3 separate regions of the Hordeum vulgare genome follow, and regions 1 and 3 are each linked to region 2. A link is a contact called in public Hi-C data. All regions are on one chromosome and are shown on one strand. The core of a region is the stretch at or near the end of the contact, and the rest is flanking DNA. Distances in the headings are between cores, read along the strand shown.

What was found. Hi-C and Micro-C count contacts between places; a contact is called where the count stands out from the background.
Region 1: a contact with region 2 is called in a Hi-C map of seedling, with 4 times the contacts expected there. The contact joins the enhancer-like site here to the promoter of LOC123434226 in region 2. A contact is called at or near these places in 3 of 6 Hi-C or Micro-C datasets (leaf and seedling).
Region 3: a contact with region 2 is called in a Hi-C map of leaf, with 2.6 times the contacts expected there. The contact joins the enhancer-like site here to the promoter of LOC123434226 in region 2. A contact is called at or near these places in 3 of 6 Hi-C or Micro-C datasets (leaf and seedling).

What each region holds. Positions count from the first base shown.
Region 1 is chr1H:330,103,622-330,106,995 of MorexV3_pseudomolecules_assembly, reverse strand. LOC123434184 (kinesin-like protein KIN-7K, chloroplastic) reads right to left here. Exons shown (of 25, transcript XM_045115498.1): 23 at 2,731-2,805; 24 at 2,492-2,592; 25 at 2,161-2,401. The coding sequence ends at 2,533. Among protein-coding and RNA genes, the nearest start is that of LOC123434184, 23 kb to the right of the region's middle. Within about 2 kb of position 1,810, at least 3 of the 3 cell types and tissues checked have open chromatin away from gene starts, as enhancers often do. A contact at or near this core is called in leaf and seedling, where this site is marked.
Region 2 is chr1H:330,390,443-330,393,743 of MorexV3_pseudomolecules_assembly, reverse strand. LOC123434226 reads right to left here and starts at 1,342. Exons shown (of 2, transcript XM_045115500.1): 1 at 712-1,342. The coding sequence starts at 1,239. It overlaps LOC123434210 (SH3 domain-containing protein 2-like), which reads right to left. Exons shown (of 10, transcript XM_045115499.1): 6 at 2,774-2,974; 7 at 2,613-2,675; 8 at 2,365-2,520; 9 at 2,191-2,265; 10 at 1,602-2,026. The coding sequence ends at 1,910.
Region 3 is chr1H:330,885,281-330,888,722 of MorexV3_pseudomolecules_assembly, reverse strand. No RefSeq gene overlaps it. Among protein-coding and RNA genes, the nearest start is that of LOC123434242, 160 kb to the right of the region's middle. Within about 2 kb of position 1,257, at least 3 of the 3 cell types and tissues checked have open chromatin away from gene starts, as enhancers often do. A contact at or near this core is called in leaf and seedling, where this site is marked.

The sequences.
Region 1 (3,374 bases), core at 561-3,060, 290 kb after region 2:
AAAAAATTGGAAATTGGAAAGTGTTTAAAAAAATGAACGTATTTTAAAATGAAGCAAATATATTTTGAACTTCTCAATACTTATTTAAAATTACGAACAAAATTTGAAAACAGGAAATATTTTTAATTCTCTAAAGATTTATTCAAGCATTAAAAAGGAAAGAAAACAGAAAAAAGAGACAAAGAAAATAAAAAACGGAAAAGGAAAGAAAAACGAAAAAGAAAAAGAATGAAAAAGTACAAAGAAACAGAAAAAGACATAAAACCGGTTCAGGATCTTCTCCTTAATTTCTAGAAGCTTCCAAAACCGGACGGTACTGTAACACGTAAATTACTGATTGGATTCTCCCAAAGGACATTCGGTAAAATCATATTTCACACATTTTGCATTAAAATGTAAAGGAATCGTACAAGCGTGAGGAATAGCGAGGGATTTGGACTGGCCCAACTATACTGTACATTAAGCCTGAAGGGATTAGTTTTGGGAACCGAGGATTCCCAGTCAGTTTTTACTAGTTTTGGGAACTAGAGTTTGTGAACCGGTTTTTTAATTATTATTTATTTTTTTCGTTTTTCTTTTTCTATCCCTTTTCTTTTCCAATTCTTTCTGTTTCTTTTTTTATGTTTTCTTTTCTTTCTTTAATTTTCTTTCATTCTTCTTTTTCATCTTTACTTCTTTTTTCAACACATTTTCTGGAATTTATAAATATACATATTGTATAAATTTGTTCATTTCCCCAGATTTCGTTTCTGTTTTCAAAATTTCTTCTGAAATTCCAAACAAGTTTTTTTACCTTCAAATTTTGTTCACTTCTTTACAAAACATGTCTGAAAATTGAAAATATATATTAAAACATTCAAAAAAATGTTCCTGGATTTTAGAAAATGTTTCTGTTTTCGAAAATTGTTTGCAAATTGAACAATGTTCATGTTTCGAAATTTTGTTCCCGTATTAAAAAATGGTTCGGAAAATTTCATAAAATGTTTGCATATTGCTAAAATTCTTCATTTTTTTAGAAAAAGGTGTGCATTTTTATAAAAAGGTTCCTATTTTCAAAATTTGTTCACAAACTTAAAAAATGTTCCTTTTCATGAAATGGTTTGTGTTTGTGCAAACACAAGTTTGAAATGTTCCTGCTCCGAAAATTTTCAAGAAATGTTCCTGTTTCAAAAGATGTTCATGTTTTCATTTTTTTGAAGTTTCAAAAAATGTTCCAGTTTGAAGAAAATAAAAAAAATCATGTTTTCAAATTTTGCTCTTAAATTCAAAAACTAATCACCTTTTTAAAAATATTTTCTTCTATTCAAAAAATGGTTTGTGTTTTTGTAAAAAAAGTTTGAAATCCTTGTGCTCCAAAATTTCACATTTTTTATTAAAAAATCCCGTTTGAAAAGATGTTCACGTTTTCAATTTTTTTGAAGTTCCAAAAAAAGTTGCAATTCAAAAAATAGAAATTTTAATAAATGTTCATGTTCTTAAATTTTGTCGGTAGTTTAACAATGTTTGCATTTGCCCGGTTTTGTTTCGGAATTTCAGAAAAAAAAATCCAGTGTCAAAAAAAGTGTTCGTGATTTTGAAAAACTTTCGTGCTTTTCTGAAATATTCCAGAAAACACAAATTGTTCACAGTTTTATAAAAAGAATTGGATTTTACATTTCTATTGCAGTGTCGAGTTGTTACGTTAGCGGCACGCTACAGTACTCGCTTCAGTGCAACTCTTTACCCTCCCGCTCGCTATACTGCGCTACTAATGGGCGGTCTAGTCGGGGCACTCCCTGTGCGAAGTAGTGGCTAGTTGCCGCAACAAGCGGCATATAGGACGTCCCAGGCATTCGGGCCAAGGAGCTGTACAAGGAATACGATGGGCGTTCAGGCCAGGGAGCTTTCCATGCCGAACAAACTTGTTCGGTCGATTCTCACCCAGCCCGCACGTCTGGTGATTATCAGCATCCTATTATATTTTTCAACTACACTACCGACTGTCTAGAAACAATACTGCAAGATTTCGACGTCTCAAAACTGCCCAAGGGCAATTTAGAAAACAAACTGCCCAAGGGCTCGTTCGGAACAAACATATAAACAACAGGAAAATAATTAGCTGCATCAGTTTCAGGATCTCATGTTCATCCTTTACTTCTGAAAGAGAAGAAAAAAAAAGTATTGCCACATCAATTTGCTTTACTTCTGAGGACAATGTTGAGTCACATATCTATACACATTTGTTGAGAAGTCGCTGAACTTCTCAATACAACAAGGAGCCAAGGTAAAGCTATATAGGGAAATCAAACGAATGGCAATACAACATAGAAGGAACATAAAAGTAACCTTCTTTGCTACAGAGAAAAAGGAACATATACGGTTGGTGATTTTACAGGGAGAGATTGGGTGCGTCAAAAGTTTCCTGGCAAGAATTTTCATCAGAAAAATTCAAACGTTAGAAATTAGGATAGTATCAAAGATACAAACAGGTAAATGGCGAAGTATTTGGTACCTTAGGCTAACAAGTGATCTACGTGAAGGTAATTATCCTGTCTACGATTCGTGTGCGGCACAGAGGGCATTCCGAACAGGCAAGTGCGCAAGGCTTGCACACTGAAGAAAAGGCATAACGTTATTAGTAAACATAAATGATAAGGGTTTTTAGCACATGAACGCAATACCCTAACATGACTTACAGCAAAAATGCCGACAAGGAAGCAAAACTGCAGCAGTTGCGGATTCAAAACATACTTTGCAGACATGGGAATTGACATCTTTATCACTCAGGGGATCAGTTTCCTTCTCCTTCATCTCCTGAATTTTAGCCTGCGTGCAGCAAAATATCAGTAATCCAGTAGCTGTTTGTGATGTAATGTTATTTTAAACCCAACATAAGCTCTGCCTCTTCGTTAAATGGAGAAAATAATTGGCCAGTTAATATGAGAAATGTCCTAAAACTGGAACAACACACTCATCCCACCTAGCTAAACTAGGCCCAGAGCCCACTAAAGCCGCCAATGTGGCCTTCTATATTTGAATGAAAGCAATAGTTTACTTATGAAATGTAAATAACTGTTATGTTCAAATCGATCACCTAGTTGAAGTTGCCTATGTAAGTACACTTAGATTACCATTGCAGGGCACACCTCAAAGGTTCATAGAGGGATCAACAGCTTAGCACTTGAGGGCCTTAGTTACTAACCACTTCCTCTGATTTCATAATAATAGCAGTTAATTTCTTACTCAAACTTTTTCGGGTTTGACCTTTAGCATAGAAAGCCTTGCCAACATAGTCATGAATATGATTTCATAGCATATACCCCCTCCGTTCCTAAATATAAGTCTTTTTAGAGATTTCACTAGGAGACTATATACGGAGTAAAATGAGTGAATCT
Region 2 (3,301 bases), core at 93-2,592:
CTGACTTTCTTTTATGGACTCATTGGTTCTAGCTGATATTACCCTGGACATCTAGCTGCTGTCGTAGGTGTGCTATCTACAAGGACTGTATTGATCTCCTTAGTGATTTTGGGAAAGTCATCTTTGAGCATTATCCACGAGGAGCCAATGTAGTGGCTGGAGAATCCCCCTAGTTTTACTGTGCCTTTCCTCATGGATAATGTAACTATGGTTTATGAACTGAGCTAAGGACATCGGTTGTTATGCACCTAATAACGAACGAAACCCTATTGTGAGTCTATGACATTAATCCACACTTCCGGGCGAATACATTAGTAGCATGGTAGTTGCTATACTGAAATCATACGCAATTTTCTACTTCCTCCGTTCCTAAATATAAGTGTTTTAAGAGGTTTCACTTCCTCCGTTCCTAAATATAAGTGTTTTAAGAGGTTTCACTAAGGGAACTACATACGGATGTATATAGACATACTTTAGAGTATAGATTCACTCATTTTGTTTCGTATTTAGCCCTCTAGTGAAATCTTTAAAAAGACTTACATATACTCCCTCCGTCCGGAAATACTTGCCCTAGAGATGAATGTATCTAGACTTATTTTAGTTATAGATACATCCATTATATCCATTTCTAGGACAAGTATTTCCGGACGGAGGGAGTAGTAACGGAGGGAGTAGCAGGCAACATTATCGTAAAGGAGAGAAGGGAGGCACCTTGAGGAGCTCGTTGGACTCAAGGTTGTCCGTGAAGGCGGTGACGAGGTTGGGCGTCACGCCGCCCTTCCCAACCTGCTGCGACTTGAGCTTCTTGCCGAGGCCGTGCGCGTACGAGGCGAGCTCCTTCCGCTCCTTCACGTCGAGCTTCGGCCGCGGCAGCCGCGGGAGCACGAAGGAGGGGGGCGCCTCCTCCTCCTGCTGCTCCTCCGTCGCTTCGAACTCTTCTTCGTCCGCCGCGGCCACCGCCTCGGACACGGCCGCTACGGCGAGGCCGTGGCCGGTGAGGAGGGAGCAGAGAGGGCGGTGGGGGGCGGAGAGGCGGAGGCGAGCGGACGGGACGGGAGGGGCAGGGAGGGACCGGAGGTGGGAGGAGAGGCGGGCGAGAGGGAGGCGGAGGAGGGCGACCGCCGCCGCCACGCTCGTCATGGTGTTCGACGGAATGCCGAGGAGGCGACGGACTCGGGAGGGGATAAGCAGGGGGTACTGCAGAGGCAGAGCGAGCGAGGTAGGAGATAAGCAACTCATCAGAACTCAAGGCTCGGGCCCCATCTGTCAGCGTCTGATCAAAGTTCTATGCCATTCAAACGAGAACACCACGCACATTTCCCGCTGGGTTGCCATACAAACACTACGATATGAGAAACACAAGAAGCTTCTAGCAAATTTAGTACTCCCTCCATCCAAAAATACTTGTGGAGGGAATGGATAATAATGAATGTATCTAGATGTATTTTATTTCTAAATATATCCATTATTATGACAAGTAAATCCAAACGGAGGAAGTACGTAACTGTTCAATTCCCGTTGAGAATTGGATTCGAAAAGGAATCTCCAGATCGAGAAGGGTATGGAATTTCTGATTTGTTTATAAGAAAAGCCTTTGGTGCTTTCAAACATTGATGGATTCCTCCCCTTGACATATATATATACTTTGGGTTCCCGCAAAAAAGAATTCTGGAAAAAATGGTCAAGTCAGTGTCATATTTGGGGGGAGGATGCAGATAACAACAGTGCACACGGCTAGCCATGAGGCACCAACAAGCCATCCATCAGGCACATGTCTTCTTGACAAAAAGAACATATATAGAACAAAAGGAATTTCCACGAGCTCTTCACTGATCAACGTCTTTGGAGGCGAAAGAACATTATAATGCACATTGTACAACGCCAAGGACATGTATGGCTCAATGAACTTCTAGAAGACCTGGGCGACTTTGCTCGCCAGTACACGGTCCCGCTTTTCGATGAACTCGGAAGGGAACCAACCAGCTTTCCCCCTGCACTCACCTTCAGCCCATCCATTGTTTGACACCTGATTAAGCAAGTTATAAGCCCAAGGACCGCAACAAGGAGAAGACACTAACAAGATTCAGCAAGTGATAAGCATTCGAGCTGCAGACAGCAGAGTTGCTGCTACCAGCAAAGAGCCTAGTAGCAGAGTGTTGCACATGGGAACATGTTGTACAAGACAAGTACCTTCCGGACCACTATGTAGTCACCGGTTGCCAGGTTGAGCTCAGTTTCAGTCTCAGCTCGGTATGACTGGATCGCCTGACGAAAAGATGGACATGTATAGCGATTAAGAAGAAAGTCCCAACAGACATAACAATAATAGGCTAGTTCATTATGATGAAAGTAATAATTGGTTACCTCAGCCAGGAAGTGCTCCACTGTCTCCACCAATTCGGCAACTGTTGGAGTCCTCATGAATATACCGTTAACTTCTTCATATGAAGGTGGCGGTGGCATAGAGTTCTCAATGACTGGAGGAGGTGCTCCTTCAATTCTTTGGCGCTCAGCTACCATCTGCAAAATAAATAGTTCAGAATCATGATAACAAAACAAATATCTTTCTCGGCAATGTGCAAGTTTGTTTGCTGTGTAAGTGTGATTAGTACCTCTCTTTCAAGTTGATCTAGAATCTGTAGGACCCTTTGGTGGTAACTTCTCTCAGATTCAACCTTCATTCAAGTAAGCAAGTGTCATTCGAAGCAATAGTAGAGATTAAGGCAAAGAAGGAAATGATCAAGCGACCCAACTAAACAAAGATTAAATATACCATCGCGATAAGTCGTTGTAATGTCAGCCTTTGTTGTTGGGCTTCAACAGCAGTCATTGCTGCAACAGCTTCTTTGCCTAGAGTCCCCATATTTGATTTTAACTCTTGCAGCTTCGACTCAGCAGCCTCTAACCTTGAAATCATATCACCATTTCCAGATGTCTCTCTTAATTTCATCTGGCGCTTTGAAACTTCAATAGCCTGCAGAACGCATGGATATCTCGCTAAGTGCCTTGTAGCAACAAGAAAAAGAATGTGGCATAACATGACAGAGTGATGTTCAAATGAACAGTGGGAAGAAACTGATAGGAAACACAGATGGCCAAGAAACATTTCGAAAGTCCATTTATGGGGAAGTGATGTACTGATGTATATTTTCATTTACAAGGCAACTTCGCATTGCAAACCAAATAAAATAATTATCTGCTAGAACAATCGCAACTCCCTGCACAATTGCTTAATTAAGTCAAGCATCTCACCTATTTCTTCTGCTCCCTGTGTACCCAAGAAATGCAATTCAACTGAAAA
Region 3 (3,442 bases), core at 8-2,507, 500 kb before region 2:
TCATGTTCCTTAGCTGTAGGATCTCCTCTTATTTTATTCTATTACTTCTTCTACCTCCCGTTGCCCTGTGTCGCCGTAAAAACATTCGCGGGTGTCGCGCGCTGCAGTCTCGCTCCCCTACAGTCCTCCTCCTCCCTCGCCACCCTGCCTCCGTTCATCCGCACCGCCCATCGCCCCCTCGCTGGTCATCCTTACCAGCTGCAAAAAGAGCTATTTGCAGCTCCATGTAGTCGCCTTTTCCAACATTGATAGCCGCCCCTAGCCGCGCTCTAGCAACCAACCACGTTCTAGCAACCGCCTACGAGCTTGCAACACTTGACACCGACGGTCACTGCTCACCGGCCCGATGGTCGTAGTTCATAGCTCTGATCAGTCACCGGTTACAGCACCTCACCTCCGCCCGTCGTAGCATTTGCTTGCCGGTTGTAGCAGCAACAAAAATACGAGGGTCGTGCGATGTAGCAAAACACGGCATTGGTTGTAGCCGGACGGGGCATCGGTTGTAGCAATTCATGACACTCGTTGTAGCATGTAAGCAAAAAAGTACGTTGGTTCTTGAGATGTAGCAAAACTCGACGTCGGTTGTAGCTAAGTGGTGTGTCCGTTATAACATAATATGGTACCGATTGTAGCATGTAACATAAAACGTGACGTATGCAGCGTTGCTCGTAACAGTGTCGATGTCCTCGCAGCTCACGGTCATCATGCTCGCCGTCCATGATGGCAGCTCTCCTGGACACCGCTTGCAGCAGACCACGACGCGGTTCCAGCTTACGCCTAGGCCGGTTGCAACACGTCTCACTGTGGGTGCATCTTCTCCGGTGATAGATCGCCGCTCGTAGTTCATGCTCGTCGGAGCGTGCAGCACGACCCGAAGGGCAACGGGGTGTAGGGTCGCATGGCCAGGACGTCGCCCCAGGCGAGCGATTGTCCGTCGTGGCTGGTTGCGGCACGCAGTCCTAGCCCGTCCTGACTCGAGACCGATGACCTTACCTTCGAGCAACAGATGACTGATGTGTGGTGGGTGCCCATTGTTGGTGAATGCTTGGGAGGAAAGCTTAGATGAAGAAGGAAGAAAAGCAAAATGAACGGTTGGAAAAAAAACTACAAGAGGATAAGAAATGGAAGGTGTGAAACGTTTTCCATAAATATTCTACTTCAATTAAGTTTATATTACTATATAAAATGCACCGAGCATCCACTGGTACGAGTAGGACATAGCTCGGCGTCCAGGAGCAGGTCCACCGTGCAAGTGACGTCGCGGGTGCGGCAGCCACACGTCTTGGTCCTCAGTTCGTCACTGCCTGCACACGTGACAAAGATGGATGGCGACGGCGATCAATCGATCGATCTTTGGGGCCCGGGCCGTGAGGACAGGAGAGTGGTATCGCCACCCGAACGCCGTCACATCCGTACCGGTGGCCAAGCCGTTCTTCCTTATCGATATCACCTGCACCGAACCACTAGCACGTTGGCCCTCTTGATTAACAATCTTTATCTAATACTCCTGCCGTTCTACAATAAGTGGTCAGTGTACTAGTACTTGTTTGTTTGTGTTCTGTTTACTACAAAAACAAATACGAGCACAACTTTTGACTGCAAATGATGCCACACCGAGTTGGTGGCTGATCGCAACTGAGCACGCGCTTGGTTGAAAGATTCATGTTTTAGGACTAGCAGGCAGGAAGCAAGCCAATATTTCCAATAAGAATATCTTCGTTTTGGCACTATGTGGATCACGGAAAATCATTGAATTTTAAAAGATTCCAATCTTTTGATGTATATTTTCTGACGGGTGCGACGGACGGATCAACCAGATGATTTCCTATAGAAATCATCCGTGTAGCCAGCCGTTCGATGTGCGCTAGTGGACGTTCGATCTAGGGTAGCACCACGAGCCTCCGGTTGCTATCCATGGGAACATCGAGCGCATGACACCCCCCGACGAAACTTCATTGCAATCCCCACGACAAGACAAAGCTGGTGCGCAGAATGGACGACGCCGACGAAGCTCCAATGCAGCACCGGTGGAGCTCCATTGCAGCGTACAACCCCGACGACGCTCCATTCCAGCCCCCGATGACACTTCATTGCAGACTCGTTGAAGCACCGACGACTCCAGCAACGCGGCAAAGTTTCAATGGAGCACAACGGCATCCCTATGAAGCTCCAACGATGCACCAATGAAGGTTGCGTGGCGGTGCCAGCGACCACCGAAGCAAGCTGCGTCTCGCGCCAATAGCTTGCAGTCGTTGAGGGGACACTACATCTATGTTGCATCACAACACTGGCAACCAATGCGAAGAGCTGCATCGCAGCGCCGGGCAGCTTGTAGCCGCTTAGGGGTGTCACATCAAGGCACCGACAGACGCTGAAGAGCGCTATATCGCAGCTCCTCTTGTAGGAGTAGAGAAATGACCCGAGGATGTTGGGAGGGCAGGCGATAAGGGAGAGGTGCTCTCAGGGAAGGCCCTGAGCTCGTCGGAGGAGTGTGTGAGAGAGGATGCAGTCAACGGTGATTTGGAGAAGAAGAAACCCGAGACGAGAGGATAAGGTAGGTGCGGTGGTGGGGATAAGAATGAGGGGAAGGGAGAGCGCACGGGCAGGCAAGTCATGTGTCAAACGCTCGACGCGGCTTACAAGAAAGACATTTCAATCGGTTGATTTTTAATAATTTCCATATTTTTTCTATAGGTGTCCTTTGGCTCAAGAATTGTTCATACTCAAAAGCCCAACGAAACGTGGAAGCGTGAACAAGTCATAGTTGTTTATTATTGCGATAATTGTACTTTTAATCAAGAAGTTGTTTTAAAAAAAGGGATAGGGTCCCGATGGATCCACACATCCATTACATAAGTTTGAAAGCACAAATTACAGATTATAGCGAGTAGGAGGGCGGGTGTCAAGATTACAACATCATAAGAATGTACAACAATGATGATGACCTATGTGTGTGGGAAGGCGGTAGCTTAACAAACATCGTAAGATTGACACTACAGAGTGAGGGAGGGTTGACCTTAGTCATGCCAAATAGAAGTGCTCGAGCTCCTCTTGGGTTTAGTTGCCGCCCGTCGCCACGCTGGAAGGCGGTTGCAGTGGTGCAATGACGGGTATGCGAGATAGGAAGAGGAGGGGAGCGGCGACTCGCCTGAGTGGTGGGGGTAAGAAAGAGTTGGAGTTCATATGGGGTGAGTGTGTGTACGTCTGACATGATGTCCCCCTCGAACATCCATGGTTCTTCCCCACAACACATTGGATGAGGAAGTAACGGTTGTCATTGTAGATTATTGTCTGTTTTTTCAAAAAGAAAATTAATAAAAATATGTCAATGAGGACGTCTTTATTGTGATACCATATAGAAAATCATTTAGTTTAATACAAAAATAGTGCGTCTTGATAGAGCCAAATTCATATCCCCGAATAGAATATTATTTGGCAGGCT